Linked DNA regions of Triticum aestivum: region 1 is linked to region 2. A link is a contact called in public Hi-C data. All regions are on one chromosome and are shown on one strand. Each heading gives the region's core, a stretch centred on a gene start, on an enhancer-like site or on the middle of the called end of the contact. The rest is flanking DNA. Distances are from core to core; before and after follow the strand shown.

Evidence for each region. A called contact is a pair of places that touch in the nucleus more often than the background predicts.
Region 1: a Hi-C map of leaf shows a contact between it and region 2, with 6 times the contacts expected there. The contact joins the enhancer-like site here to the promoter of LOC123070065 in region 2. A contact is called at or near these places in 4 of 5 Hi-C or Micro-C datasets (leaf, root and an unstated tissue) and 1 of 1 datasets of contacts at active chromatin or transcription factors (leaf).

What each region holds. Positions count from the first base shown.
Region 1 is chr3B:402,052,791-402,056,183 of IWGSC CS RefSeq v2.1, reverse strand. No RefSeq gene overlaps it. Among protein-coding and RNA genes, the nearest start is that of LOC123065428, 200 kb to the left of the region's middle. Within about 2 kb of position 1,738, at least 6 of the 8 cell types and tissues checked have an H3K27ac peak or open chromatin away from gene starts, as enhancers often do. A contact at or near this core is called in leaf, where this site is marked.
Region 2 is chr3B:401,599,356-401,602,830 of IWGSC CS RefSeq v2.1, reverse strand. LOC123070065 (transcription factor MYBS3) reads right to left here and starts at 1,301. Exons shown (of 3, transcript XM_044493084.1): 1 at 795-1,301; 2 at 273-469; 3 at 1-180. The coding sequence starts at 1,161.

The DNA of each region.
Region 1 (3,393 bases), core at 489-2,988, 450 kb before region 2:
GTTTTTTTCGTGAATACGCAAAGCTTGCGTATCATTCATTGATAGAAGGAAACAGAAAAAACAGTTGGGATAGTCCCATGTAGCTCACGTTCAACGCCAAAGATGTATCCTGCCGGGTGATGGAGTAGCTAAAATTTGAGTGGACGGTGTTATGGCTCGTGAATGGTCTGAAGGGTCCTTTAGTGCTATTTGCAGACTCTACAGGCAAGTATTTGGGTGCTTTAGCGATTAAGTGCTCCGGTGTCACCGATCCCTCTAACTTGGAGGCGTTGGCATGCCGGGAAGCGCTGGCTTTAGTTCTAGACCTTTCTTTAACAAATGTACAAGTTGCCTCCGACTGCAAAGGTGTGGTGAATGACATTCTAAGAAGCACGGGCGGTATGCATGCTAGTATTATCAAAGAGATCGACCTTACGTCTACATAGATACCTCGATGTTCCTTCATCTTTGAAGGAAGAGAGACAAATACTGAGGCACATAACCTCGCTAAACATATTTTGGGCCTTTCTTTAAGACACCATATGTGGCTCCTTAATATTTCAGACCTAAGTTGTATTCTTATGTATTTGTTTAATGATCAATAAAGTGGAGTGTGTTTAGACTAAAAGAAAAAAACAAGCTGCTGGACCTGCTTCTGGCCACGCTCTAGCTGCTGCATGATCGCGGCTTGCCGCTGAGCCGCAACAAGAGCAGACTCACCAGCAGCCAACGCATTAGGCCACACCTGCAGGTTAGTGGACACAGCTATAGCAGCATCAGTTTGCATGGGAACCGAGGTGTCCACCGTGCTAGCCGGGGAGGCACTTCCACCATTGTTCGTGACCTTTTCTGCTTTCTTGTTGGCATCGTCATCCGAAAAATTCTTACTACTCCGTTGGACCTGGAGTACATGATTAGCTCCATGGTACGGTTCATCATCGTGGTGATCTCAAATATGGGGAATAAAATCATCATCAGGAACAAATCCATTCTCTTCCAGCACACGGCGAAACTCAAACCCATCGAACTTGACAAAGGCACCAATACCGTCTTTCTTCTTGAATACAGTATGTTTTTGACAGAACTGCTATCTGGACCCGGACCAAGATGTAATTTTATAATTGTTACGTTTTAGTTTCTTTTAGTGGTGCGCTAATTACTACTCCCTCCACCTCCGTCCCAAAATAAGTGTCTCAACTTTGTACTAGCTCTAGTACAAATTTGTATTAAGCTCAAGACACTTATTTTGGGATGGAGGGAGTATTACTGAGGCATGTCAGTTCGAAGGAGGTTGAGTAGATTGGACCAGCTTCAGAGTCCAGACAGAGTAGAGGACGTACAGTACATCGATGGAGGATTGCATCTCAGATATGACAAAAAGCAACGGGAAACACGTACGCAGTAAATACCGTATATCGGCGGGTAGTGAGCCGAGGCGTCTGATCTGAAAATCCAGAGGATATTCATAGCCACGGCAAGAATTAAGCATATCCGCAGGAAGAAACTGATAGACTAGTGTGTGTGTGTGGCATCCACACGAGTGCGGAAAACATCCATCCATCTGGCTTGCCTCCCCCCTACGCCTTTGCCTCCGGGCAGTATGTGGCTATGAAGCCCACAACATGTCCTGGAAATGTCAACACTCGATCAGCATATGGACGAGCGATATGCTGCTACGAATGGACCATGGATCCACGGCCCAGTGGGCGCGCGCGCGACAAGCCAAGCTACACGACAAATGGGGTCGCTGACGCGTCGCCGTAGGCCAAAAGGCGCCATGAGCAGCTCGCACGCATCCAATACCCCCCTCGTCCCCAGGGCGCAGGGGCGGGTGCCGGATGCCAGACAAATGTGTGACTCGGCCAACGCCATGGCAAAGCTAGTCCTGTCCTCTTGTACCGTTCTCCATCCAGAGCTAGATGACGGACGACAGTGCCGGCGCACATGCCGCGTCGATCGAGGGTCTCGCCGAGGCTCGTTTAATGTTTAGTTAGGAAATATAGGATAGGGTAGAATTTATTCTACTTTATTTTGTACTCAAAGATGATCATGGACTATATATATATATATATATATATATATATATATATATATATATATATATATATATATACTAGCAAAAGGGCCCGTGCGTTGCAACGGGAGAAAAAAATTCATAATTTCAAATGGTCATGATCACATTTCGTTGCATCACCGAGATACAATATCTCTCTCAATTTCTCGAAATCATGAACATTTTGAAATTATGAACAATTTGTTAAACTCATGCACATATTTGAAATCGCAAACAACATACTATTACAAATTTCTGAACATTTTCTACAATCAAGAACATTTTTTCAATTTATGAATATTTTTTGCTATTTACAAACATTTTTTAGAAATTGTGAACATTTTTAAGCAATTTTCCTGAACTGGCAAACATTCTATAATCGATGAAAATATTTAGAAATTGGGTGGAATAGTTATTGAATTTGACGAACTTTTTTTGATTTAGCGAACATTTTTGGAAATGCCCGTGCCTTGCAACGGAAAAAAAACTATCAAGTTATACATGTGTGGTAGATATAAAAAAGTATGAATCAAATTCACAAAGTATATACAAATCATGTCATGATGCGATAAGACACTTTTAAAATGTAATTTCAAAAAAGAACAATATGATGCTCATCAAGACTTGATTTTTTAAGGCGTCACAACAAAATATTTTGTGGCTGAGCAAACTGCATTGACGGACCCTGCCTGAGCTATACTGATAAATAAAGTGTCTCGTCTGGACTTAGCGTAGCGGTGTTTACCATAACCACTATTGTGATATGAAAATAAGCATAACTGTGTATGGAAGCAAAATAGACATTTAGTCATTTTAATATAGCTTACAAAAACAAACCCTTAGAAAGTTATGTCAATTTTGTTGGGTTCAGCGTTGTACAAAACACGGAAACCCTTTTTTACCCAACGCGAAGGACTAAATAAAATCATAAAACGAGCTATATAGATCTCCTAATAAAACCTTTATGGAACCTACAATTAGTTTTGTTCATTATTTACGGATGTGTTTTAATTTTTGTGAACATTTTCTAAAAGCTGATGGACATGATTTTTAAATTCCTGAATATGCTTTGAATATTGGCTCATTTAAAAAAATCATGAACATTTTTTATTTCATGAAATCATTAGAAATCGTGATTTGTTTATAATTTGTGAGCAATTTTTTAAGTCATGAACATTTTTTGATTTTTAGAATATTTTTTAAATTCACAAACAGTTTACCATTTTCCTACTTTTTTTCAGAACTCGCAATTGTTTGATATTTTGGAAATCCGAAATTAATTTTGAGATAAAAAACCAAAACAGAAATAAAAAAGTAAAAAGAAATAAAAAATAGGGGGCGCCATCAATCCGAAATTTATT
Region 2 (3,475 bases), core at 52-2,551:
CGCCCTCGGGGACGCCGACAAAAGTGGAACGCCCGCCATCGCCATGTCATCCTCCTGCGTGGAGTTGAGATCAATGGACGCCATGTCGGGGGATTTATACCGCGGCAGAGAGGTGGAGGCATCTCCGCTGTTGTTGGTCAGCGGCTCAGAAACGCGAATGCCGTTCTCGCAGATCGGTACCTGCACACCATATTCAGAATCTGACATGTCTTTTACATGCATTAATTCAGTCCTTTGTATAGTTAACAAGTTAAGATGTAGTACTCCAGTACCATGTCAAAGAGGCTGGAGCGGCGCTTCTTCTTCCCCATGCTGCTCTGCCTCAGGAAGAACTTCTGCGCGTGGCTGGCAACCTGCGTCGGGGTTCGAGTCGTGACGTAGCTCCGGGAGATACCTCGCCAGTCGCCCTTTCCGAGCTTCTCGAGGCCCACGAGGAATAGCCGGTGCTCCTCCTCGCTCCATGGAACTCCTGTAGCCATGTTCACAGAAGGACCATTCAGCTCAGGAGGCCACAAGTCGTCCACTACTTTTAGTAAGAAGAAGAAGAAGAAGAAGAAGAAGAAGAAGAAGAAGAAGAAGAAGATAAATAATGCAACTTCTTTTTTTAGAGGGATAATGCGACTTTATTAGTTAGGTCAAGATGAGATAGACTAGCATAATGCAAACAAACTCAGGTACAAAAAGGTCTGAATTTCCACCCCACGTATCATCAGTAGCATAGCCAGCCTAGCATATGTTCGACACTAGTGACTAGTGTAACTGCGTATTTCTGTTTATCTTAGGCAATTAATTACCTTTCTTCCTCTCCTGGACTAATCTGCCATGAGGACCGTCAGACAGGTACCCATTGGAAGCCCTCTCCAAGCCCTCGTCGATGGACAGAAGCACCGACGAGGAAGACGACGACGAAGGCGAAACGATGGAGCTAGGGGCCACCGCTAGCTGCAGGCAGTCCATGCTGTAGCTCTTCCTCATGGAGGCGCCGGCGCCGGTGCTGCGGCCCGCAGCGACATGGACCTGCACCCCGAAGAGCCTCAGCCCACTGCCGCTGCTGCTGCCGCCGCCTCCTTCGCAGAGCATAACTTCTCCCTGCTTTCCTGCGCTGCTGCAAGTTCTTGAGTTGTGGCCGTAGTTGCCACAGTGGGAGCACTTCCTCGCCATGGTGTGGCTATAAATCGACTAAATCGATCCGCACTGCCCTGTCTTTTGGTGCGGGTGGTGGGAGAGATGGGTGGAGACCAGTGTGTCCACAACCGCAGCAGTGGGTGGTGCTTGCTACTGCCTATAGCAGCTAGCAAAGGTAGCTTAGGGAGGAAACTTACACTGCACCCACTATAAATATGCTGCTTCTACTTCGGGCCTTTTGGCTGTGGATGTGGACGCGTTATCGGGCAGGGAACCGTAGAAAAGTACTTATTGTTCGAACCACCTTGATCTTGTTGCTTGGATTTAACTGGTAATTTGATCTTTTGATGCGTAAATTTGCACCGTCAACTTCGTTAGGAATGTTCCAAATACGCCACCGTACACGTGAATTTTTTTTAGAGCGCAGGGCCTGGAAAATACATCCATCGCCGTCATGTTTTCCTCACGAGGTTGTATAATCAACACTTCCTATTTCTTCTTTTTCTTTCATCTTTTTTTATGCTTCTTTTATTAGGGCAACACCCAATCCAACATACTTCCTCTGTATCTAAATATAAGAAGTTTTTGCGGTTTAAATTTGACCCTCTTAAACGACTTATATTTAGATACAAAGGGAGTATCATTCTACTCTCTTTCAATCTTACCATTCTCCCCGTTCACTTAAATCTTCTCATCTCACCTTTCATTCAAATCTTTTCAACCAATTTGATACCCAAAAACTCAATTCTCAACCATCCATCCGCCCTCTATTACATCAAGTCTCGCAATATGGCTTTCTTTTCACATGCCTTCCAATGTTTGCACGCAGGATCTCGCACCACTCGACTGTGTTGGTTTTAGTTTCGAGCGACTCTCTCTCCACGGGTGTTGTTCAGCTAGAGGTGGCACATAGTGTTTAGCTTAGTAGACTAGGGAGGCCATACCTCATGGTCAGGATTCCTTTCTCGTCTCAACTGATGAATATTTGCACAGGATGACCGATTTTGAAGTTTTTGTTAAATCTCGTACCAGCTATCGTACTACCTGAAATAATTCCTTTTTTGGCTTGGAAAAACATTAGTAGCAGTTCCAACATATTTGTAAATTTATGTCTAAGACTTCTATACACACTCCAGACAGGATTACAAAACAGAGGGATCGGGATCAGAACTCACAGATTGTTACGCAGTCGCCTCTCCCGGCGTGATATTTTTTTTTTTTGCCTCTAGCTCCTCTTGCACATCGGCAAGCGGTTTTATATGTTGTATGTTCACTATCATTGGAGTAGTTTTTCCCCCTTTCAACCTAATGGCTCCCGAGTTGTGTACTTCATCAATTTTTTAGGGGTTATCCCACCTAGATTTAAGATTGCATGGAGACATTTTTAAGTGGAAACTGTAAAGGGGGGCCTTATCTCCAACAGAAACTCCCATTTCTGTATTTCCTATCATGTGAAAGCTTAACCTTCTCTTTAAATAAACTAGCACTTTCATAAGCTTCATTTCTCAATTCATCAAGAGTATGTATATCTAATAAGCATTTCTCCCAGCTACCTTGAGGTCAAAGTTTAAATTCTTGATAGGCTAGAAAGCTTGATCACCATACCAACAATGGATGTGGTAACCACATGAATGGCAACAACAATCAAAAGACCAACGATCACTCAACTACCCCTTCGACACCCATGAAGAAGGACATAATTCAGTTGCTTAAAGTTAGTTGTTTGTTACAGACACAGAAACCCAGAACATTATTGAAACAAGTGCCCTACACTAAAGAATGGGAGGAAGAGCAATGGAAATTCTAGAAAGAAGAAGTCTTGTGTGGGGACCCCGACTTAAACAGGCAAAGCCATCGTTTGTGTGTGCACAAGATCCCCAGGATCAATGCTCACCATACACAACAGACTGAATATCAAGAGTTCACATCAATTACATAGCGCCGTACACAAATAGGACCATTATGGTCAAGTCTTACATAGATAAAGCCTCAAGGGTTGAACATCAAATAAAACATTTGCAGCGGAAATCCTCGTCGATGAATTGGGCCTGTGCTTGCCTTAACCCTACATGCATTCTGATTGGGAAGGCATCCTAGTTCGCATGTTCGTCACCAAAGAACTCTTCTTCGTATTCCTGCTCTTCTAGGCCTGGGCAAGTAAATAGCCAGGGACAAGCCAATGAGTACGTTTGAATGTACTCGCAAGCAACCGTACCATCAATGATAAGAAAACAAATATTCATGGTTTTAATTCTAAGTTGGCATTTCTGGGAAATGCTAGTTTTCCTCATGCAAGTATGATCAATACCTTTTTAGGGGTCATGCATGTGTCCCCAACATGCAACAAGAG